Linked DNA regions of Mus musculus: regions 1, 2, 3, 4, 6 and 7 are each linked to region 5. A link is a contact called in public ChIA-PET, Hi-C, HiChIP or PLAC-seq and promoter capture Hi-C data. All regions are on one chromosome and are shown on one strand. Each heading gives the region's core, a stretch centred on a gene start, on an enhancer-like site or on the middle of the called end of the contact. The rest is flanking DNA. Distances are from core to core; before and after follow the strand shown. Region 1 holds the start of Lat (linker for activation of T cells). Region 2 holds the start of Fbxl19 (F-box and leucine-rich repeat protein 19). Region 3 holds the start of Rabep2 (rabaptin, RAB GTPase binding effector protein 2). Region 4 holds the start of Prss8 (protease, serine 8 (prostasin)). Region 5 holds the start of AI467606 (expressed sequence AI467606). Region 6 holds the start of Stx4a (syntaxin 4A (placental)). Region 7 holds the start of Sbk1 (SH3-binding kinase 1).

Evidence for each region. Promoter capture Hi-C pulls out the DNA fragments that hold promoters and counts their contacts. Hi-C and Micro-C count contacts between places; a contact is called where the count stands out from the background. ChIA-PET counts read pairs in DNA pulled down with a chosen protein or histone mark. HiChIP or PLAC-seq counts read pairs in DNA pulled down with a chosen protein or histone mark.
Region 1: a promoter capture Hi-C map of liver shows a contact between it and region 5, with 4 times the contacts expected there. The contact joins the promoter of Lat here to the promoter of AI467606 in region 5. A contact is called at or near these places in 5 of 39 promoter capture datasets (cranial neural crest, hippocampal neurons, liver and 1 more) and 1 of 115 datasets of contacts at active chromatin or transcription factors (memory CD8 T cells).
Region 2: a contact with region 5 is called in an RNA polymerase II ChIA-PET map of memory CD8 T cells, with 30 read pairs. The contact joins the promoter of Fbxl19 here to the promoter of AI467606 in region 5. A contact is called at or near these places in 2 of 115 datasets of contacts at active chromatin or transcription factors (memory CD8 T cells and pancreatic cancer cells).
Region 3: an RNA polymerase II ChIA-PET map of memory CD8 T cells shows a contact between it and region 5, with 12 read pairs. The contact joins the promoter of Rabep2 here to the promoter of AI467606 in region 5. A contact is called at or near these places in 4 of 39 promoter capture datasets (hippocampal neurons, liver and pre-B cells) and 2 of 115 datasets of contacts at active chromatin or transcription factors (memory CD8 T cells and pancreatic cancer cells).
Region 4: an HNF4G HiChIP or PLAC-seq map of pancreatic cancer cells shows a contact between it and region 5. The contact joins the promoter of Prss8 here to the promoter of AI467606 in region 5. A contact is called at or near these places in 2 of 115 datasets of contacts at active chromatin or transcription factors (memory CD8 T cells and pancreatic cancer cells).
Region 6: an RNA polymerase II ChIA-PET map of memory CD8 T cells shows a contact between it and region 5, with 18 read pairs. The contact joins the promoter of Stx4a here to the promoter of AI467606 in region 5. A contact is called at or near these places in 1 of 39 promoter capture datasets (erythroid cells), 2 of 115 datasets of contacts at active chromatin or transcription factors (memory CD8 T cells and pancreatic cancer cells) and 1 of 9 other capture datasets (pancreatic islet).
Region 7: a contact with region 5 is called in a Hi-C map of CD8 T cells, with 2.5 times the contacts expected there. The contact joins the promoter of Sbk1 here to the promoter of AI467606 in region 5. A contact is called at or near these places in 1 of 484 Hi-C or Micro-C datasets (CD8 T cells) and 1 of 115 datasets of contacts at active chromatin or transcription factors (embryonic stem cells).

The regions. Positions count from the first base shown.
Region 1 is chr7:126,368,164-126,371,180 of GRCm38.p6, reverse strand. Lat (linker for activation of T cells) reads left to right here and starts at 1,613. Exons shown (of 12, transcript NM_010689.3): 1 at 1,613-2,033; 2 at 2,212-2,239; 3 at 2,345-2,379; 4 at 2,599-2,686; 5 at 2,818-2,882; 6 at 2,966-2,995. The coding sequence starts at 1,931. It overlaps Spns1 (spinster homolog 1), which reads left to right. Exons shown (of 12, transcript NM_023712.3): 10 at 1-3; 11 at 275-446; 12 at 768-1,121. The coding sequence ends at 862.
Region 2 is chr7:127,745,281-127,748,719 of GRCm38.p6, reverse strand. It overlaps Fbxl19 (F-box and leucine-rich repeat protein 19), which reads right to left and starts at 1,945. Exons shown (of 11, transcript NM_172748.2): 1 at 1,583-1,945; 2 at 270-470. The coding sequence starts at 446.
Region 3 is chr7:126,426,987-126,430,353 of GRCm38.p6, reverse strand. Rabep2 (rabaptin, RAB GTPase binding effector protein 2) reads right to left here and starts at 1,587. Exons shown (of 13, transcript NM_030566.2): 1 at 1,198-1,587; 2 at 569-778. The coding sequence starts at 1,222.
Region 4 is chr7:127,928,441-127,931,642 of GRCm38.p6, reverse strand. It overlaps Prss8 (protease, serine 8 (prostasin)), which reads left to right and starts at 1,530. Exons shown (of 6, transcript NM_133351.3): 1 at 1,530-1,845; 2 at 2,069-2,086. The coding sequence starts at 1,761.
Region 5 is chr7:127,090,182-127,093,279 of GRCm38.p6, reverse strand. AI467606 (expressed sequence AI467606) reads right to left here and starts at 1,844. Exons shown (of 2, transcript NM_178901.3): 1 at 1,808-1,844; 2 at 1-1,111. The coding sequence starts at 1,025. The coding sequence ends at 348.
Region 6 is chr7:127,840,065-127,843,465 of GRCm38.p6, reverse strand. Stx4a (syntaxin 4A (placental)) reads right to left here and starts at 1,658. Exons shown (of 11, transcript NM_009294.3): 1 at 1,398-1,658; 2 at 1,101-1,202; 3 at 922-1,021; 4 at 708-782. The coding sequence starts at 1,427.
Region 7 is chr7:126,271,112-126,274,209 of GRCm38.p6, reverse strand. Sbk1 (SH3-binding kinase 1) reads right to left here and starts at 1,714. Exons shown (of 4, transcript NM_145587.3): 1 at 1,111-1,714.

The sequences.
Region 1 (3,017 bases), core at 364-2,863, 720 kb after region 5:
CTAGTAAGTGCTATCCTTGGCTGGGATGGAATGGTTTTGGGGACCTGGAACTCCCTACCCTGACTGGTGGCATGAGTCTGGCCAAGATTAGGCAATAGATGCCTATGGCGCATCTCCCCTTTGGTCCTCTGGTGTATAGGAAGGAAGCCATAGGAAGGTTTTGCCCGTTAGGCTGTGGGTCTCACCCTATGACCCAAATATTCCCCTTCCCAGCCTCTGTTTTCTTGGTCAGTGCTCTGCACCCCCCAGGTCTCTGACTCTTTTCTCCCTGCAGATCTCTGACCGCCTCCGACGGAGCTGGCCCCCTTCCTTCCTGTCCGAGTTCCGGGCTCTGCAGTTCTCGCTCATGCTCTGTGCTTTCGTTGGGGCACTGGGTGGTGCGGCCTTCCTGGGCACCGCCATGTTCATTGAAGATGACCGCCGGCGGGCTCAACTCCACGTGCAGGGTGAGTGAGGGTCACTGTAGGTCCACCTTCACAGTACCACCTGCCTGTCTGTCTGTCTCCGCGTATGTACTCTACAGTTCTCCCTCCACTCAGACTAGCCCATCCATTCATGCCACCAGCTGGGGGCAAGAGTCCCAGCATCCCAGGCTCATCCAGCTTAGCTTTGGGTCTGTCTGGAAGTGGATTGGGCTCTGTCTGTGTGCAGTTCTGAGGGCTCTCCATGCTGCCTCATCTGGGCCCCTCTGCCTGTGTCCCCTTGCTGCCTGTGTCCCCTTGCTGGCTCTTATCTTACTGGCCTTGGCTCTGACCCCTTTCTCGCAGGTCTGTTGCATGAGTCTGGGCCCTCAGATGACCGGATTGTAGTACCTCAGCGAGGCCGTTCTACCCGAGTCCCCGTGTCCAGCGTGCTCATCTGAGGAGCCGGTGCTTACCCGGCCACTGATGCATCGCAGCTGGGCCTTGGGCCCACCCAAGACGGTTCCCAGGCAGAAGCCCTCACCAGGCCCAGGTCCAAGAAGGAAGCCCTGGGATATCTCCCAGCTCCCAGACACTACATGGGCAGCCCAGGGAAGAGATGGGAGTCCAGAAACGGGGAAGGGGTGTCCTCTCTACTAGGACAGCCCAAGGGGTTTGGTGCTATTTGTAATGGAATAAAATTTGTAATCAGACTCCTGACTGACTGCTTGTCTCTCTGTGGGTGCCACTGGCCTCAGGGAATATCCATAGTCCCAGGACTTAGCAGGGGCTGTCAGGTCACCCTGTGGGTAAGTCCCTGTCTTCTGAGCTTGGTAATCTAGAAGGAGGGCTGCTCTTTTCTGAGTGAGCTGGTTCAGTATGACTGTGACTCACCGTGGTCCCCTGGAAGTCGCTCTCCCAGTAGTTAAGCCTGGGAGCTGGGGGCCTGTGGTGCCCTCAGTGCCCTCGGTCCACACAGGCCTTGGCAGAGCCTCCTTGCAGTTCTCCCACCCGGGCATGGGGAGGGTACCGCGGGCCTGGTTGGCACGTGTCTCCTTTCCTAGTGGACGGGCTGCCTCATCCTGCAGCCTTAGACCCTTCCTCCACACAGTCCCTCTGCCTCCTCCCCCTTCCCACAACTGGGTGGGGGTGAGTGGGCAGGGGGCAGGCTCAGCCTGCTGAGCAGCCTGATGATTTCCTGCCCTCACCACAGCTTCCTGTCGCACGCGGTGGTGAGCAGGAGAGGCAGGCGGGGAGCAAGAAAGGGGCAGGTACAGCTGGGCACGGGGATCGTGCAGCTGGTAGCTGGGGCACGGGCCCCAGCTCTGGCTCTGGGGCGAGCACCTTTCCAGAGCCAACACTGCTCTCAACTCAGTCCAGCAAGAGAGGGGAGCCATCCAGCCCCGAAAGGATACGGCTGCCTACTGCCGGGCGGATCCCAGGCTGGAGCCCGCTTGGTCCCATACCCCTGCTGCCACTCTGTCTCGAGGGGCTGCAGTGCAGCAGGGCCTGTGGCAGGTGCTCTGCAGATGGAAGCAGACGCCTTGAGCCCGGTGGGGCTGGGCCTCCTGCTGCTGCCCTTCTTGGTCACGCTCCTGGCTGCCCTGTGCGTGCGCTGCCGTGAGTTGCCAGGTAAGTGGGAAGCTTTGCGGAACTGGATGATGGGTGGGCGCTCCATTGGATCCTCATACCCTCCCCAGCCCCTGCACTCTCCACTGTCCCTACCTGGGCCCTGATTGATGGTGGGGGGCCTGAGTTTCTTTGTCCCTGGTGCACCCCGATCCTGACTTGTTGGATTTCTTTCCTCCAGTCTCCTATGACAGCACTTCCACAGAGAGGTGAGTGGGAAGCCCGTGTCCCTGTGTGTCTTCCCTTGGTTCCACTCAAGGGTTTGGGGCTGGGGCCCTCTTGGCCCTGTACCCAAGCTGTCTCTTTCCTGCCAGTTTGTACCCAAGAAGCATCCTCATCAAGCCACCTCGTGAGTTCAGTGTCTCTGGCCCTCCTCGAGGGTTTTTAAGAGTGTGCGTTTGTCCTTGTTCACCTTTAGCTGTCTGAAGGGCTGTTCCCTGGCTTGGGATGGGGAAAGTGGGAGCCCCCATGTCTGTCTAGGGCATGTTATTTTGGGGTCCATTTGTCCTTCGAGGCCTTGATGGGGGGTGTCTGGAGCCATCCCTCAAGCTTCATTCTGTGTCCTCAGAAATAACCGTCCCCCGAACACCTGCTGTTTCCTACCCTCTAGTCACTTCCTTCCCACCCCTGAGGCAGCCAGACCTGCTCCCCATCCCGTGAGTATCCCCCAACTCCGTCCCTTGGGTCTACTGTGCCTCTCCACCTTCTAGGTTGGGGAGGCGCTTTTTCCTGGTTGTCTTGCTCCCAGAGTCCTACCTAGACGTAATCTCTGACCTTTGGCTTCCAGGAGATCCCCACAGCCCCTTGGGGGTTCCCATCGGATGCCATCTTCCCAGCAGAATTCAGATGATGGTAAGGGTGTAGGGCACAGGAGGGCTTTGGGGAGGATGTACAACCTGAGCTGATCCAGTCTTCTTCTCCCTCTCTCTTTGAAGCCAACAGTGTGGCAAGCTACGAGAACCAGGGTGGGTCTGGGGTCTGGGGTAG
Region 2 (3,439 bases), core at 696-3,195, 660 kb before region 5:
GGGGCATACGGCAGGGGCCGAACTCTCTACAGACCTGAGGCTGACTCTTCTGTGTAGCCCACTTTTCGACAAAGACAAAAATCAAACATTTAAGCAAGTCAGTGAAGAAATGCAGAAGTGAGTGTATGAGCAGCACCCCTAAGGGACCCCGGGGAAGCTGCTGCTGCTGGACACCCAGAGAATGCTCAGGCCCCGTACTACTACTGATGGTGCTCTGGGCAAATAGGCCTGAGGTTCCACATACCCCAGGCATGGGGCTCAAGACTCACCGCGGTGCACTGCCGAAGCAGGCACGACTGCTTCATGCGCCCGGGCCCCCCGAACTTCTTCATGTCTCGGCAGAAATGGCAGTCCCCGCACTCAGTTCGCACACAGGCCCGGCAACGACGGCAGCGGGTTCGGCGTCGGCGCGCTCCGGCCCCCGGTCCCCGGCTGCTCGACGACATTGGGGGCGTCAGCAACGCCGAGGGCTGTAGGCAGATGGTTGGTAAGGTCAGAGAGGCCTGCAAAGCCTGGCCTGAGAGTCTCCTGGCCGCAAGCTCACTACACCTCTGATGGGGGCAGAGCTTCTGTTTCTACCCTCAGAGAAGGTCAGCCTTTTAGTGTGTGTCCTGAGCAGAGGGCCACTCCCTCAAGACCTCCCGCCTGCTGGAAGGAGGGACACTGAGGCCCCTCCTCTAACATCCCAAGCCCAGGTTCCTGGAAAAGGCTTCAGATCTGTAGCATTACCTGAGGGAGCTTCAACTCATACCTGTTGTTACCCACACCCCCCATTCCCTCACTGATTTACCTCCAGATTCCAGGGGCATGCACCACACTCTTTCCCCTCTCCCTTCTCTCACGTGGGTACTTAGTCATCCAAACCTTTCAAACCTTGGTACTCTAGCCAGACCCACTCCATTTCTAGTGACCCAGTGTGTGCTCTCCACTTCCCCGGGCTGACACCCCTGAAATGCTTAGTGTCCCCTCTCAGCCCACACACAAGTCCTTGGGGGCTCCAAATTATCCAATAGGATCCCTCAGGCAATCTGGGTAATCTCCCAGACTCCCTAGGATTCTACAAGTTGCCCTAACATCTCAACAAAATTCAAGGTGGGCTCGGCTTTAGGTCTTCCCGCCCCCATTCACATCTTACCAGCCTGCTTTTCATCCCTAATTGTCTGGAATCCCTGGGGCTCTCCTGCCCCTGGAAACCAGATCCTCTGAAATCCCACATGGACTCAGCAAGCCTGGGGGGGTCTCTTCCCAATCAGTCTTAGACCTGCTTCCCCCAGGCTTCTCCCTTTCCAAGGACTTCCAGACCATCCACAGGGTATGGGGCCCTCCAGCACTCCGGGGGAGGGGCCTAGAGGGCGGCGACTGGAGGCGGGGTGGAGGGGGAGGTCTGCAAGGGGCAGCAGGGTCGGGGAAGGAAGGCCACTTCCCTGGGGTTGGAGGTTATAGGAGAGAAGGTTGGAGAAGGAGTTTGGAGCAAAGGGAGGGTGAGGCTGGGGGCGGGGAAGGAAGGGAGAGGCCAGGCTGAGGATGAATGGGAGTGGGAGCTGCCCAGGTCTGGGGGTGAGGAGGAGCCGCATGAACCCACCTCACACGTGTCCCGGGAGCCATCTCTCCCTTCTCGGCAGCTCCCGGCGGGTCGGCGGCCATCGGCGGCGGGGGGGCCGGGCGGCGCGGGGCGCTGAACGCTCAGAACGCCGGGGTCCACGGCCCCCCGAGGGCGCTCGGCCCCTCCCTCCGGCGGAGGCCGGGACAGCAGCGAGTGGAGATGGGGAGCGCCGGGGGCGAGGCCCTCCCACGGGCTGCGGCGCGGCCCTTCCAGGGGGAGGTCCTGCTCTGGGGGGCTCAGTCCCTCAGCCCCCCCAGGCCAACGGGGGCTCCTCGGGCGCAGGGTGCTCAGCTTTTGCCCGGGCCCCACTCAGTCCCGGGTATGAGTCTCAGCTCCCCACCCCCACCTTTCCCCAAAGCCCCCGACCCTTAACTGGCCCCTTCCCAGCTCCAACTGCCCAGGGGTCCAGGGAAAGACCAGGGGCCCCCCACCGTTTCCGGGGTTCAAACCCCGCCCACCGCCGGTTCCCGGGGAGGGGGGGGTCGCTGCAACCTGCCCCCCTCCCCTGGGTCCGCCCCTGTACTGCGGCCCCCTGACCTACAGAGACAGGGCGCGCAGAGGGGGGTGAAGGAAGCTGCTCCGGCCCCGCCCCCCCCAGCCTGCACGCGCCCCCGCCCTCCCCCCTTCAAACGCGCGACCCTCAAGATATAAAGATTTAAATAAAATTTGAATAAATCCACTCCTAAAATGGGAGGGTATAAGGAAAGGATGGGGCAGAGGCAGGAAGGGGGTGGGGGCAGTTGGGATGTCTTAGCACCCCTACTCCCCTAGCCTCGCGCTGCTTCGGCCCTGGGCCCAGGTCGCCGCTCTCATCCCTCCTCAGCTCCTTCCTCCTTCCTCCTCTCCTCCCTCTTCCCTCCCTTCTTCCCACCTCCTCCTCCTTTTTACTCCCTCCTTCTCCCAGAGGAACCCCGCCCCCTTCTCCCTCCTTCCTTCACCACCTTTACTTTCCAGGACGAGCGCGTGCAAAGCACGACGGGAGTTGTAGTTCTCCAAATTCTAGCACTATCGTGGGAAAAGTGGGACACAAGGGCCAGCCGGTACTACAAATACGATGGCGAGAAGGATGCCACGCTGGAAGCCGAGCATGGCGGGAATTATAGTCCAGTTGACCCGAGACTCCCCGTAGCAGGACATAGAGAAGGAGCGGGAAGAATGACTACAAGCAAGATGGCCTTTTCCCCCGACCCGACCTCCTTTCCAGGCACTCACACGCCCTCTGGTCCACAACCCTCCGCGCGTGTGGTACCTGACGGGAGTCGCAGTCCAGCTGCTGCCTTCCCGCTGCCATTTCTACTCATCAGGAACAATGGAAAGGTGAAAAGAAACGAGGACTACAAGCAAGATGGCGATCGAGGGGCGTACACCTAATAAGTCGATCTTATGAAGTGGGATGGGAATAGTAGTTTTCTAGCCTTCCTATGTTCCTTTAAGAATGCCAGAACCGGGAGGATAAAGAGACTACCGTAAAGATGGCAGGATACCTAACCTTTCCTGGCTGCTTCATTCTACCACTTGGAGCTCCTCGCCCGCCTGAACTATCAAAATCCCGCACTCGATGATGCAAAGCCAGACGGGAATTGTAGTCTTCCTCGCTCCCCTCTTTATCTTCTGTCGAGACAATGGAAGTGAGCGGGGCGGGGACTACCACAAAGATGGAGGGTGAAGGAGCACATGATGCTATGGGATTTGTAGTCCAACCGCTAATACTATTCTCGGCGGATGTGTAGGAGAGGACTACTACAGAGATGGCAACCTAGTCGCTTGCCCCTCGGTGCCGGTACCTGGTGGGTTATGTAGTCTCTGCTTTAGTTGTACAGAGAAAGGACGCTACTG
Region 3 (3,367 bases), core at 338-2,837, 660 kb after region 5:
TAGGGGCAGGTCTGACATCCTTGAGGACACTCTAACCTCTGCCCAGAGGAGAACAGGAAAAGGCAGAGGACCTGGGACCAAGAAAGCTGGTGTCTCCCAATCCACAGAGGCCATGAGACAGAGGGGGAGAAGGAAGGAGATGCATGTATTTGTGTAGGGTGCTGTAGGGATACCTGGGAAGGAAGGGAAATCATAGGACTAAGCTCAGAGACAACAGGCTGAGTTTCGAGCCTCGAGGCCCAGAGGAAAATGAGGGTGGTTCAGAGAAATGCGAAGTTTCTGGCTCGTATTCTGGGCTGATCTTATGTCAGCAAGAACAAGAAATGATACCCATGGGTATCATGGGTAAAGATGATTGCTACACTTAGCTGTGACTGACAAGAGTTGCTGACAACACTTGTGGTGTTTCTCTGCAAAATAGAAAGGGGCACTCAGGTTCTGGGACACAGTCTTTTCTCTGTTGAGCTACCTGAAGCTCATCTGAAGCCCTCCTCGCCCTGCATTCCCTGCTAGAGGGGCGCAGGCAGACAGGCTGTCGGGTGGGTTGTGTTGGGAGCGGGTGCCTCACCTTTCAGGATGGCCTGCAGGGAGGCCACCTCCTCTTGGCACTGTCTCTGCACTGCAGCCACTGCCTCCGCCTTGGTGCTCTCGCTCACCTCAGCTACAGCCTTCATGGTTTCCATTTCTGCCAGGGCACCGGCCAGTTCGGCACGAAGCCGACTGAGCTCACTTGACTCGGATGCATCCTTTTGCTTCTCTTGGGGCTGGGGATCCAGCGCTGTGGGGAGCGGGGAGTGGGGGGGACAGTGACCAAGATTTATTCCCACGGCTTGCCGATCTCCTAACACCTCAGGCCACCCAGCAGTCCAGTAACCCAGTCCTACTCTCCATCTACAAGGACCTCATCCCATTCCCCTGGTCCTGCCCCTCCCGGAGTCCCAACTAACTTGGCTCGACCGTCCAATCCCTTCCAGTGGCCCCGCCTCGCCCCCTTACCTGCCCCACCCACAGACACACCCACCGTGTAGGCCACGCCCACCCCGGTGGGCGCTGTGCCCCGCCCCCTTCCCGAGCCTCCGCGCTGGCCGGCTGCCGCCAGCAGTCGCATTCGGCTCCGCCCCCAGCCCCCTGCTCCCCACGTGCGCAGCGGCGCAACTCCCGCACCGATTCCTGGCCGCCGGTGCCCCCGATTCTCACCTAGGGTTGCTGGCGCAGCTGCCATCGTCTCAGCCCAAACGGCGGATTCCCGCACTCACTGGTGATGGCACTCCCGCTTCCGGGTCCGCTCGGCTGTTTCCGGATCCGCTCGGCTGTTTCCGGATCGGCTCTGCAGGGGCCGCGGGGGGTGGGAGGGCGGGATGGTCAAGAGACGCCGACTGCACTCGAGTGGACGCGCGGCCTGGATCCCGCCTTTCTTGCAGCCTCGTGGGACCGCCCCCGCGCTCCCGCGCTCCCTGGAAGCTCCGAGGGCTTCGGGTCTGCGGTAGTCTTCTCTGGTGCTGAGGATCTGCTGAGGCTCCACTCGAGGCCACCTCCTGGAACGCCTGGTCTTAGTCCTAGAGGACGCTGCGCGCGGCCTCCTCCTTCCCTCCGCCCGGCCGCCCTTCCGCCGTAACCCGACTCGCGTTACTGCGAAGTGTGCCCGGCCCGCCCAGCATCTCCGCCCCGCGGGCCAGGGCTGGGTTGGCGTTCTGAAGCTTGGCGCAGTCAGTGGCAGAGGTGCGAAATCTACGTGTCTCCAATCCCATTTTCATATGGCTTCCTGCAAATCTCTTTCTCCACTCCCAGGGCTGTAAATCTTTCAGCCTGGGTCTGGGTCAATCTCTCATTATGTATGACCTCTCGCTTTGGAGAGTCACAGCAATTCAAACAAGTACAGAGCCTGGGTCCCCCTGCCTCCAAACCGGTTTTCTATAAAAGACTTTGAACCTGGAAGTCCTTGATTCTTTGTGGTCTCCTTGGAATGCACACCAGTGTACTTATACCAGGATGCCTTCCTCATTTCTCCAGCACTAACACCCAATCGTAGTACCCATCACGCCTGAACTAGCAAGATAACCCTTATCTCCTCCTCCTATGTGCCTACTGGTGGGCTTTTAGTGTTAGAGGGAGCCCACTACAGATTATCCCCAGACAGCCTGTGGTGGTTTGAAAATGCTTGGCCCAGGGAGTGGCACTATTTGGAGGTGTGGTTTTGTTGGAGTGGGTATGGCCTTCTTGGAGAAAGTATGTCACTGTGGGTGTGGGTTTTAAGACTCCCTCCCGACCCCCACCCCCGGCTGCCTGGGAGCCAGTCTTCTGTCTTCAGAACAAAATGTTGAACTCTCAGCTCCTTCTGCATAATGTCTGCTTGGATGCTGATATGATCCTGCCTTGAAAAATCTCATGAAAGAGATTTATTGGAGGGTCCTGGGTGTGAAGAACAAATCCAGGGGTGGCTGCCCTCTGTTCCCAGGAGCAGACAGCACGGAATTAAATAGAGGGCAGAGCTTAGATAGGATTTCTTAGGGGTGGAGCTTTTCAGGGCAGAGAGTTCCAGATTAAGGATTGGTGGGATTTCAAGTCCTGACTTTGGGGAGCTCAGGGATTGGTGGGGTTTTGCGGGAAGCCCAGAGATTGGTGGGTTTCCCTGCTTAAGGATTGTTGACTCCCCCCCCCCCCCCCCCCGCCTTCCTTTTTTCCTGCATCTAGGCTATGGGTTAAGGTAGGAAGTCCTTCCTGGCCACAGCCGGCTTTTACTGAGGCACCACCTCTGTAGGGCCGCTGGCGAGGCTGGAGAGCTCCTGCTGTAGTAATTCACCAAGAGTGTAGGCCGAGGCAGGAAAGGCGTTACCACCGTGGACAGCTCCTGCTGAGGTGGGGGCGGGGGTAAGGAAATGCATCCGAGTGGACAGCTCCTGTGATGGCTGCAGGCTGAGAAGGCCTCCTCCCTGCCACCATTTTGACAGGAGCTGGCATTTTTGATAGCTTCTGCGAGGGCATTTTATTGTGGCTGGGGTTGACTGCCGCTTTGACATCTTTTGCGGGATGCCATTGAGGGACTACATTGTGGGTAAAAGTATTTGCTGTGGGAGCCCGATGACATCGTTTACAGCTTCAGCACCCACAGCAAAGCAGATTTCCTCTTGGTTACAGGCTAGCCTTGTAGAGGAATTTTAATCCAGCAACCTGGCTGCTCTGGCAAGGAATCACATCCAAAGATCTAGGTGTAAGTTTTATTCTATTTTTTTTTCTGTATATTCAGCGACTTTTAGTGGTTTCTTCATACACTCTTCTCCTGGCTCCTTACAATATCTTCTCAGCCGGGCATGGTGGCGCATGCCTTTAATCCCAGCACTCGGGAGGCAGAGGCAGGCGGATTTCTGAG
Region 4 (3,202 bases), core at 281-2,780, 840 kb before region 5:
AAGTAAGGGTCAGTTTTTCCTCAGCTTAAACCTAACCCATATCCATACCCACAGACGGCCGGCACACGGGCTGCCTTTCTGTGAACTCCTGTGCCCTGTTACTCATGTGTACACACACATGCATGCACCAGCACAAGCAAACTCTGAGGCTGCTGCTCTCCAGCCTGTCTTGAGGCAGGGTTTCATGAACCTGGACCTTGCTGGTTCGCCTAGACTGGCTGGGCAGCAAAGCCCCAGGGTCTGCTGACTCCCACCCAGGACTGTCCTGGGGTTGCAGCTGTGAACCGCCACACTCACACTTTACAGAAAGCCAGGGATCGGAACCTGGGTTTTTATGGGCCTGCACGTGGGAATTGCTTTACCACCGAGCCTTCCCTAGGCCTTTCCCTGAACTCCTACCCTACCTACTTCACAACACCCCGGCTTTGTCTTTATTTATTTATTTATTTATTCTTTTTTTTTTCCAAGACAGGGTTTCTCGGTATAGCCCTGGCTGTCCTGGAACTCACTTTGTAGACCAGGCTGGCCTCGAACTCAGAAATCCCCCTGCCTCTGCCTCCTGAGTGCTGCTGGGATTAAAGGAGTGTGCCACCACATCCGGCTTTTTTTTTTTTTTTTTTTAGAGATTTTTCTCTATGTAGCCTTGGCTATCCTAGAATTTGCTATGTAGACCAGTCTAGCCTCAAACTCACAGACATCTGCCTGCCTGTGCCTCCGTGGGACAAAGCACAACTGGCTTTAAAGACACGTGCCACCACACCTGGCCTAACTTTGCCAGTGTTGTTTGGTTGGCATCTTTCCATGCCCTCTGAGGATTTGGTTCCCAGCGTTGTTCTTCCACGAGCCCTGCAGCTACTGTGCAGTTGAGAGTCCCACTAATTGGGTCTATATCACAGCTCCTAATTTGAAATGATTAATCAATAATTGCCTTTTGTTACTTGATTCGAGTCTGACATCCCCACTTCATCATCATCTTAAGGAGGTCATAGATGGTACAGTCTGCCACTTGTGCCGGGTGCACAGATAGGTACTTAGCAAATACTTACCGGATGATTGTCAATAGCCAGCCGTGCTCAACACCTGCAGGAAGGTGTTTCTACAGAGGGCCTGCCACGAATGGCTTTGGCCTGGGGCATTCCCCCATGCTAGTTTTAGATACCTGGCCTGAGGAGGGATGGGAAGGGCTGAGCAGCGGCTGTGGCCCTACCTTAATAAGGTCTAGACCAGGCCAGGTTGTCGGGGAAGAGGGGACTAGGAGTGGGGGGAGGGGGGGTGATAACTGAGTGACCAATAAGACCTGGGGTACTTGGCTGGCCCTTAGGGTTCCCAGTCCTGCCTGGGACTGCTTTCTGACTGTCCAGGATCAGTTTTCCTGTATCAAAAGCACCCACTGCGAAAGGATCCAGGAAAGGACCACAGAGGCCAGAAGCAGGAAAAAAAAAAGCCTGCTTTCCGAGGAGGAGGAGGAGGGCGTGGCTGAGGGAGGAGCCCACAGGTGGTTGGCTCCTGAAGTGCCTGGAGAGGTCTCTGTTGACCAAATTGTAAGGCAGAACAGGTCCACGCTGGTCACTGCAGAGAGACTAAAGGTGTGTCCCGTCTTCCCCCTGGCCATTTTCTGCCGAGAAGCCTGCTTCACCTTCCCAGCCTAGATCCTGGGATTCCTCACTCTGATCCCACACCTAGATCCTGCCTTCAAAACCAGCCTTCTGGTTCTTCCCTTTCTACCTAGGGGCTCCTTCGGGGGGCCCTTGTCCTAGGCCATGGCCCTAAGGGTGGGCCTGGGACTTGGGCAGCTGGAAGCTGTGACCATTCTGCTCCTTCTCGGATTGCTCCAGTCGGGAATCCGTAAGTATGGATCCGCGGGAGGGAGGGTTGGAGAAGGAGCCCCGGTGAGAGCAGGCTGGTCCCCGTGTAGACTGAATTCGCGAATCTCCGTGTTCCTACCGTCTTCCCCTCTTCTCTTGTTAGTCCCCCAAACAAGGAATCACCCTATGGGGAAGCGGTTGGCGTGAAGGGCTCTGGGGACTCAGGCCTCCCTGCCAACTCCTCTCTCTTTCTTTCCCTCCAGGAGCTGACGGGACTGAAGGTGAGGCTTTCTGCGGGAGTTGGGGGAGTGAGGGCACAGCGGCTCGGTGTCCCCTGGCGGGTTGTAGGAACACTTGTCGCCTAGCTGGGCTTGCACTTAGCCACACTAAGTGTCCCAACAGCTCTGAGTGTATGGAATCTTGGCTCTTGTTTTATGAGGAAACTGAGGTAAAGAGATGCAGTGAGCTGTCCGCGGGCATAATCGAAGCCTGACTCTCAGTGTGGGTAGGGGAGGTGGCTCTGAGAAGATCAGCTCCAGTGTAGACTGGTTTCCGGTCTGAGCATAACTATCTAGTAGCCTTGTCTCCTTATCTTTCAAAGCTCCAGTTTCTTTGCCTTGAAAAGCTGTTCAGTTCTGTTCTTCTAGGGCTGTGAGGAAGACCGGGAGATTGGGAAGTGAAAGCCCCTTGGAGCCTAGATGCGCCTCAGCTGCAGTCTGAGTAGTAGCCATTGTCAGGATTGTGAGGGAATGAAGGAAGAATCTAGCTAGGTGTTTTCTCTGCCTACTGCTAGCTTGGGGGGTGGGGGGAGCGGCTCAGGTCCCCAACCTGAGGAATCCAATTTCCTTGCAATGTTCAATCACACCCCTAGTTCTCCTGTGCTCAGCAGATGGGGAGAGGGTGGAAACAGGTGTGTCTCTAGGTAACGCTCAGGTTGGTGCAGTTGGAACAGTCATAGGCATGAGAACAGGTGTCAGCCAGCCTGGACTCTGTGGAGAGGGCCCTGGAAGCTGAGAGCGACACCTGTGACCTAGCCGGCTGATCCAAACATGCCATGGAGGGGCTGTGCCCGGATGGCTCTCTAGCCTAGTGGAGAAAGGCTGGAAAGGCATTCAGAATAGAGTGACTGGTCTTAAAGGTCCAGTGGTAAGGAGTGAGTGGCCCAGTGGCTGTGACAGGAAGCGGGGCTGTGTGATAGTCAGAGGATAGTGGCATATGTACCTGCAATTTATTTTTTTTTAATTCTTTAAAATTAAGTGCCGGGCAGTGGTGGCGCATGCCTTTAATCCCAGCACTCGGGAGGCAGAGGCAGGCGGATTTCTGAGTTTGAGGCCACTTGGCCTACAAAGTGAGTTCCAGGACAGCCAGGGCTACACAGAGAAACCCTGTCTGGGGAA
Region 5 (3,098 bases), core at 595-3,094:
TGACTGACACTCATAACTACCAGCTCTGGGCTGATGGTCAGCATCCCATACAGGATAGGCTGTCTTAGGTAAGTTTGTACCCTGACGTGCCATCTTGAAGCCTTCTGGCCTGTAGCCAGCTAGACTTGCCTTCAATTCTCAGAGTCACGACTTAGGCATTTTAACCTAAGCTGAACTTCAGGCAAGCCTTGGAGTGCAGGCTGTCCACACTCTTAGCCTGCCCACCAGCCAGGTGCAGAAGACAGAAATTTCCACACAAAATTTCCAGCGCAAGGGTCAGGCCTAAGGCTGGAGCTGACCCCTGTAGTCCCTCTGAGGTGGGAGTTAGTCTTACAGGTCCTGAAGACTCAGAAGCCCACGCTGGTCCGGCCTTCCCTCTTCCAGAATGCTGAGATCTGCTCCAGGGTGACCCGAGGCTGGAGACCCCAATCAGGTTCCAGGCTCCCTTGCCTCGGCCTCCAAGGCCTGGGGCTCCCAACCTGCAAGCCAGCCTCTGGCATGGGCTCAGACCCAACCCAGCTCACCAGGCTTGTGTCATGGGGCCTCTCCTCTTGGGTCTGAGGCCTCCAGAAGGTGCTCTGGGCTGGGACTTCTGGTGGGGTCTGAGGAACTAGAGAACTGAGGGAAGAGTATGGGGCTGAAGTGGCTGGTGGAGCAGTTGCTCTGCCCTCTAAGGTGCCACCGGGTGTTGGGGGACCTGGAGCCCTGTCCATCAGCAGAGGCATGGAGGAGCCGTACCAATCCTCAGAGCGCTCCCGGGCGCTGCTCGTGGGCTCAATCCACAGTTCTCCTCCAGGGCGCCAGACTAGGGTGGGGGCACGCTGGCTGGGGTCTGGTTGCGGGCGGCGGAACAGGCGTTCGGCCAGTACAGCAGTAGTTATGATGAAGAAGGCTGTGAGAGAGGCCAGGCCCAGCATGATGGGAATACAAGGTCCACAGGGGATTACTACCCACACTGCTGCCTCCGCTGTAGGCTCAGGGAGCCCCTCCGTGTGCCCAGAGGGCTGCTGAGGCGTCACTGGCATCTGGGAGACTCAGTGTGGACTCAGAACAGTCAGGAACGTCTCCACTGGGAGAAGGAAAGGACAGCAACCAGAGGATATCCCGTTTCCTGGAAAGAGATTCAACAACGGTTCTAACAACTTGACCGTGGCACAGGATGAGACAGTGCTTAGACTGCATGTCACTGGGACTGCACATCATTGGCCTTTTTTTTAAACTGTAACTTTACTTCAGAACCTCAGAGACAGATTGGGAGTCGGGAGTGCTGGATCTCTTTGTCCCTCATCTTGCGTTCCTGCTCCCACCCCCACCCCTACCCACTGTTAATTCGGCTCTTCTAATTGGCTTATTGAGCATGGGTGGCAAAACTAGAGAGGAGCAAAGGGTCCCAGAGAGGTCAAGAGCAAACCAGGAGAGGCCGGAGAACAAGCCAGAGCTGGCTGAGGCTCCCCTGCACAGTCGCAGGCCTTACTTCCCCTCCAGCCCCACCCCCCACCTCTGATGACAGATCAAAGGTCTGGGCTCTCAGGTCTTGCCTCAGTCTCAAGTGAGGAGACTTGGAATGAGAGAGAAACCCCTTGCTGGCCCCTCCCTTCCATATGCACCTACTCTTTGAGCCACCTAACCGCTCTCCTTGGAGGTGGCCCTGTTGTGCTATCTGGCTGTACCAGGTCTGTGGCCCGGCACCTATCCAGCTTCCCCAGCTCTGCCCAATCACTGGCCTGTCTGCTTCCCTTGTTGGTATTTGTCCACATCTCTGCCACCAGTCCCCCATTTGCAGTTGCTTCCGCACCCCTCACCTCACCTGTCACCTTGCTTCAATCTTGGATTTCGCCGTTTTCAGAGCCCTTCTTCCCAGTGCATGCCGGGAGGGTGTGTGTGCGCGCAGCGATCTGAAAGGCCCTGGAGGGCTGGCCTCAGAAGAAGGCGGAAGGGAGGCTACCACCTGTTGCTGGGCGACTGTGCCCCAACTTTTCCTGCCCCCACAGAGTGTTTCCAAGGCAACCTGGGGATGTGGTCAGTGTGGTGAAGAACCACTTCCTGTGTAAGGTGGAGCCAGAATGAGCAGCTGCTTTGCTCCAGTCAGTCCCACCCCACAGGCAAGGTCCAGACCCCAGCGCCTTTACCTTGTCACCCCAAAGGCAAGACCCAGACCCCAGCGCGTTCACCATCTCACCCCAAAGGCAAGGCCCAGACCCCAGCGCTTTCACCTTCTCACCCCAAAGGCAAGACCCAGACCCCAGCGCCTTCACCTTCTCACCCCATAGGCAAGGCCTAGGCGCGATCACCATCTCACCCAACAGGCAAAGCCCAGACCCCAGCGCCTTCACCTTCTCACCCTACAGGCAAGGCCCAGACCCCAGCGCCTTCACCTTCTCACCCTACAGGCAAGGCCCAGACCTCAGCTCGCTCACCCAGGGGAGAGGAAGATTATAAAGACCGGCTCAGGGGCTCCCACAGCGCTGCGATGTATCTTGCTGCCTGCTTCTTGGAGGGTCCCTGTCCTTCCGTCTACTCCCTGCACCCTTTTCATCCAGCTGTGTCATACTTTTGTTTTGTTTGAGACAGGGACTTAAGATGTAGCCCAGGTTGGCCCCGAATCCCCCCCCCCCCCCCACACACACACATACACACTCCCGTAAGCCTTTTGAGTGTTGGTTTCAGTCCCAGGCCACTGTGCCCAGGCTCATCTCTCCACTACTTCTGATACCTAACGGTGTAAGCACTATGAGAGTAATTGTTACCGGTGTTGTTTAGGCCATCATACCTTTACATGGTGTGCATGCAGTGTCTGCGTGTGTGTGTGTGTGTGTGTGTGTGTGTGTAGACCAGAGTCTACTTAATTGATTTCCACCCTATTATTTTATTTTATGTGTTTGTGTGTTTAGCTCACCTGTATGCATTTTGGTCGCAAGCATGCCTCGTGTTCAAGGAGGCCAGAAGGGGATGTCAGATCTCTTGGAAGTGATTGACAGACAGTTGTGAGCCACTTTGTAAGTGCTAGGAATTGAACCTAGGTGCTCTGCAAGAGCATCGAATTAACTGCTGAACTCCCTCTCCCTCTCCCCTTCCCCATTCTCCCTGTCCCCCGGTCC
Region 6 (3,401 bases), core at 409-2,908, 750 kb before region 5:
TATTGAACACACACAAACCCATTAATAAAAGTGTAAGCCATATAATAAAATATTTTAAGTGAATTTTTAAAAAGTGATTGGAGACCAGATCAGGGCCACATCTACATTCCAGCTACGTAGTAAGGAGTTTCTTGTTTTCTAACATTTTTATTACATAGTGACTATGAACAGGAATGCCTTCTGGTAGTAATGCATAATGGAGGAGGAGGAGAAGAAAAAAGAAGGAGCGAGCTTTTAATTTAATCTCAGCACTCAAGAGGCAGAGAAAGATGGATCTCCGTGCATTTGAGGCCATCCTGGTCTATATAGGAGGAAGAGGTGGAGGAGTAGGTGAGAAGAGAGAAGGGAGAGGAGAAGGGGGCGAATTCTGAATTTCTGAGATATGTTTTTCTTTGAATTACACCAGTGGGTTCCCACAAGCGTGGAGGAACCTCTCATCTGCTTGCCCAAAGAATACACACTGGCCTGAAAGGATGAGAGCAGTAAGTAATTTTGAATTTAAACTTAAAATAATAATAAAGGAATCTGAGAGGCCATAATGTGCTCTGCAAAGTACCATGGCTTTGATGCCATGGGACAGAGATCCTAGACCCAAGTCTGCTGTGTGACCTGGATCTATCACTTGACTGTATACAACAACTAGATACACCAGCAACTGGGCTGAATCAAAGGGAAAGATATGGCTGAGACCCTTGAAATTCATTCACCTTTTAGCTGCGCCCGGACCTCTCTCCCCAGCTGTTTGATCTCCTCTCGCAGGTTCTGCAGGCCCTGCTTCATGCCTAAACGAGAAAGCCAACACTTCTAAATCACAGCCTCTCCCACAAACCAAAACCAAACCCATCCTGGCCATCACCTGAATAAAACTACATCCCCCATAGTCCACCGGGCTGGCGTGCGTGAGCCCTAGGTTTCGCTTACTCTCCTCGGGAAGAGGCGTGGCCAGGATGGTGACCTGCTGTTTCTCCAACTCCCGGACTTTACTCTCCAGTTTGGCCATAGTCTGCCGAATTGTCTGCACCTAGGAAGGATCACCAAGAGGGCTGAAGACTTAAGTGTCACTCTAGTCCGCCCTACTCCTCGGTTCTCCTGACCCTTACCTTCTGGAAGAACTCGTCGTCCGGGCTGCCCAACCGGGCAGCACCTGAGTGCACCACCAGCGCGACTCGAACCTCATCTTCATCGTCTGAGATGTTATCCCCCTGCCAGGGCCGGAGTCATTGGCGACAGTTGCTCGCTGCGGTTCTCGCCCCGCAGGAACCATGGGCTTCCGGGATTTTCCTTCCTGGCCATCAGCCACCCGCCCGGGACCCAAAACCAGGAGTCCTCACTCCAGCGCGCCCGCCCGGCCCCGCTTCTCCTCACTCCAGGGTGTCCTCACCATCCCGGTTTCTCACCTGCCTCAACTCGTGGGTCCTGTCGCGCATGGTGGTCGGAGTGCCCTGGACCCGAGCCCAAAGGGCCTCAAGGTTCTAAATTTGGAAGTCCTGCACCTCTCTCACACTTGACACCCCCTCCCTCACCCAGCGAACTCCAGTACACCCCGGAGCCGCCAAAGGCCCCACCCCTTTCACCATCCACAGTCGTGGGGAAGAACCCGATCATAGGACCCCCAAAGTTCTACAGGTTGGAATTCCCTTCTCTTCCCCCCATCCTGCTCCCGCAGCTGCCGCCCCGCCCCTCGGGGGATGACTCCGAGCATGCGCGCGAGGGCTCGGCTCGTCCTCGCTAGAGGGAAAGGCGGAGGTCGGAAGCAGTGGCAGCCGAACGGAAGCGAGGCTGCCTGAGTCCAGAGCCCGCCCCGCTGCTCCCCCCCCCCCCACTACCGGAACATCTCATATTGGAGCCGAGATCTAGTTGCCCAAAGGGTTGGGAATGCGTCATTTGCACGCAGTCTGAGAGCCTCGTATCTCACATCACCCCATGGCGCCCCCTCATCACGTGACAGGCCGGGCCCAGCTCCGCGGGCTGCACGCCCGACCGCCAGTCATGTGTTCCGGCCTGTCAGCGACGTCTCGGGCTTCAGTCTCGCGACGTCCCCGACACCCCAGCGTCTGAGCTGTGCCCCAACAGCTTCTTCGAGGTGGGGAAGGGTACACTGCCTACTCTCAGCCACCTACTAAGGATGCTCTGTAGAATTCACTTTTTTGTTGTTTTAATTTTGGGTCCTCGGGCGTGGGCAAAGTGAAGACTTGCATTTGGGGCTGTCAGTATCATGAGACCTTGGAAATCAGGAAATAATAAGACCCGAGTCTCCAGCGTCAGGGAATTGCAGGGTTTTGTAGGCAGAGAATCTGGGGGTGGGAAGTGACCTCAGCCAAGGTGGCGCTCCCCCCGCTGCTCCCCCGCGTCCTCCTGGCACAGCCTCTGACAGGTGGGCGGCCTATGCCCCGAGTGAGCATTGCAGTCCCGCTGAGCTCGCTACCTTCTGAGCAGCACGACAATTCCAGAGCAGCTCAGACTGAGAAAAATGTACTGTTACCTCCGCAGCCCTGCCTTACAGCTGACGTCTCAGCATGACTTGCTTTTCTTTAACGGAATCCCCAACACCAAATTCGGTAGCTGCCACATAGCAGTCCTGCATAGAAGATTTGATCCGAATAGTAGCCTTTCCTGTATTTGAAACTAAAGCCCGTGGCTTCCTGATCTTCTTTACGCTTCTCTCACGGTGCCATTTCCCCAGATTTGTTTGTTTGTTTGTTTGTTTGTTTGTTTGTTTTTCGAGACAGGGTTTCTCTGTGTAGCCCTAGCTGTCCTGGAACTCACTCTGTAGACCAGGCTGGCCTCGAACTCAGAAATCCGCCTGCCTCTGCCTCCGGAGTGCTGGGATTAAAGGCGTGCACCACCACTGCCCGACTTCATTTCCCCAGCTTTGACCCTCCAGAAATACATTCACTTGATAGATTTATTGGACACATACATACTAGGGAATAGATACTGATATGGGCTAGCGACATATCAAGGACCAACAGACCAAAGTCCTGTGCCCTGTGGAACTTCTATTGTATAGAAGCTTCCCCCCCCCCCGCACCCCCCAAAGTCCCTCAGCAGGTGTCAGAACAGCTAAAAATGGGTATTTGAATACCTGAAAGTTCATCAAAAGAAACAATAGTCAGTCCCTTTCTGGTTCTGGGCGAGAAGCCTAGATTTCTGAGTTGCTATGGACTTTTGGAGAGTCATGTTTGTCTTTGGACCTTGGTCTCCCATCTCTGAACTAGGGGTGACTGCAAAGGACTGGGAAGGTCATCAAGACTGCAAATTGTAGGGCTCAGCGGTTAAGAGGTTGAGAGCACTGACTGCTCTTCCAGAGGTCCTGAGTTCAATTCCCAGCAACCACATGGTGGCTCACAACCATCTGTCATGGGATCTGATGCCCTCTTCTGGTGTGTCTGAAGATAGCA
Region 7 (3,098 bases), core at 465-2,964, 820 kb after region 5:
AAGCCCCAAACTCCAGGGCTGGAGCTTCAGACACGGTAGATGTTGCAATGAATGGATAAATAAACGAACAAAGAAACTTCTATAGGGCTCTGTGTTCTGAATCCTGCCTTCCCCAGCCTGTCTGCTCACCTCCTACCTGACTTTACACCTGTCTGTGGAAGGCTGAAAAAAACCTTCCTGCCCTTTCTCGGGGTACAACGCACCCAAGATCTTCCGGCATTCCCTGGGTCCTGGGGTTTAGGACATTTGTTGAGGCCCTCTTGATTGTAGATGCTTTGGAAAGCTTAAGCAAGAATCCAGACTCACTCCTGCATCGTAGAGGACACAGTGTCCCAGTCCCGGACTTGGCCCTAGGTGTTCCCCGGGTCAGAAAAAGGGAAAACACTCAGGTTTGCTGTCCTTGGGACTTAGAGGGGCAGAAAGGTGCTCTGACCCGAAATGGTTTCTTCATTCAGGGTACCTCCCTCCCCCAAACTAGCTGTTCACTGAGAGGGCTTGTCCTCTCCCTGTTCTGCAGGGAGCACAAAGAGGGACTGGATAAAGAGCCCCACTGAGACCTGAGCTGGGGTCTCAGAGTCAGAAAATAAGAGACTCATCCTCTCAAACACGCCCCTTCCCTGCCCTCTCAGACAAAGGCACACACCCAAAGCCCCAGCTGTCACCCAGAGCTGCAGAATGCAGGCACCTCTCACCTTTGGGCGCCCCAAATTTTCTCTTTCCTGTGGGGAGGGTGGGTGTCACTTAAGAACTCAGCTTGGTCTTTGGGAGATGATAGTTACGTGTCTTTATTCTTCAAAGGACCTAAGGTCTAAGGCTCCAGGCTATTCCGGGGAGACTCTCCACCTTCTAACCCCTCTCCAGGGCGTCGCAACTCCTCTCTCCCGGGGTCCGAAGCTGTGCCCAAATCTCAGGGTTGGGGTGGAAGGTGGGGGAAGGGAGAGGAGGAGGGGGCGGCTCCTCCAAGCGAGACACAAAGAGACGTCCTTCAGCCTCGGCTCCATGGCGACGCTGAGGAGGGGGAGCGCGCACTCTGGACTTCCTTCCCCACCTGCAGGACTCTAGGGACCTCGGTACCACTCACCTGCCGCCCCTCACCTGGGTCCCACTTACCTGGGCTGGGGCCGCGGGGACGCCGCGGCAGGGGGCCTGGGCGCCGTGTCGATCTTCGTCTGCCCGGCCCGAGAGGGGCTCAGGGCACCACTACCACCATGAGCCGGGACGCTGAAGGCGTCGCAAGGGGCTTGGTCGCCCGGGTCCCGAGGCTTTGGGGTGCCCGCGGCTTCTCGTTAGCAAGAGGATCTTGCTGTCCTAGGTTTGGGGTCCCTGTGTGCCGGAGTAGCGGATTAGGGAGGCTAGCGCCCCAAGCCTGGGTCTCTCTGTGTCTTGAGGTGTGCGGTTGTAGCAAGCAGATCTTGGGGGGCCCGGGTTGGATCGGTCGCTGCGTCCCAGCAGCCGCGTGCGAGGATGGAGGTCACCGCTCAGCCGCTGGGGGGTTCGGGCGCCGCCGCTGCGAGCAGCCCGGCCCTGCGGGCTCCTGCCCCGGCCTGGCGCGGGCTGAGGCTGCGGCTCCGGCTGAGGCTCCCGCTCCGCCCGGCACTCGGGCTCCAGCGCCGGTGCCCGCCCGGGCTGCGCTCCATCGCGGCCTCGCGGCTCCGCCTCCCGCCGGCGCGTACCTGCCCGCCCGCCGCTCCGCCCTCCGCCTCGCGCGCCGCCGCACGCGCCTTTGTCCGCCGCGCCGGGTGCGCGCTCCGCGCACGCGCACTCCCGCCGCGCCCTCCCGCCAGGCGCCACGGGCCTGGACCTCCCCACCGCCGCGGGAGCCGCACGATGCCCCGCCCGCTTTCCGGCCACGCGGGGTCCTAAGGCCCGCCGGTCATTGGCATAAGCTTCTTTTTCTAGGTCAGAGCCCAGGAGGGGGCCAGAACGAGGTTAGAGAGGGCTCGGGGGAGTCACAGAGGGTCACCTGGTCCAGCTGCTTGGTCCCCGAGGGGCTAGACTGTCCCAGACTATTCCAGCCTGTGCTTGTGGGGCGGAGCCTGGATCTGTTTCAAAGAAGAAAAATAAATCCGAGCTCTCCTATTCAGAATGCACTCGCTCATTCAACTACCGGTCCATCTGTTCACCCGCCTGTCTGCCCATTCATCCTTCCACCTATCCATTCGATTTCCAGGGGACCTCATAAGACTACTAGGCTACTCAGAGACCTGGGGTCTGTGGGGCCGTGCAGGGTTCAGGCAGAACTTTCGAGCTCTGCTGTAGGGAGACCGCGAAGTAAGTTTAAGGAAAAGCTGGGATTAAAGGTGTATAGCAGAACGGAAGAAGGGGGTGGGGGGTTCCTGGCTGAAGCAGCAGCTGTGCAAAGCCACCCGGGTGTGAAGAGCTTTGTTCATTAACCGGAAATTGTAGCCTGGATGCAGGTGGGGCGATCGAGCAGAGATGGCGACAGAGTGGGAACAACGAACGCATCCTTCCAGAGGCCCAGTCTCCCATGCAGCATACTATTTTATTCATAGAAAAAGCCCCCGACGCACCCAAAATCTCTCCTCCTTTTAATCTCTGATCAGATTGTTTTCTCAAATTAGCATCCTCTTCCAACCACTCCAGCTGCTGGTAGAACTTTTAGAGCTGGTTATTGCAAACTCAGGTAGCCTTAGGTGGAGCTGGGAAGACGGCTTATTAAGTAAAGTGCTTGCCAGGCAAGCATGAGGGACTTGAGTTCCTCCAGTGCCATGACACCTGTAGTTCCAGCCCTGGGAAGGCAGAAACAGGTGGATCCCAGGGACCAGCCTGATCTGATCCGTGAGTTCCAGTGAAAGACCCAGTCTCTGAATAAATAAATAAGTACGGGAGGGGAGAAGGGGAACCAAGCGAGATGCTGCTAAAGACCAGGGTTCAGGCCCCCAGGACTCAGCTATGGCTGGGCAGGTGTAGCAGCCTAGAATCCCAGCATTTAGGAGGCAGACAGGATCCCCAGAGCAAGCTGACTAGCAAGACTAGCCGAATGAGTCAGCTCTAGGTTCAAGTGAGAAACCATGCCTCAATTTGTAAAATAGAGAACAAGAGAATCAACCTCCGTCTGCACATGCACACACATGCAT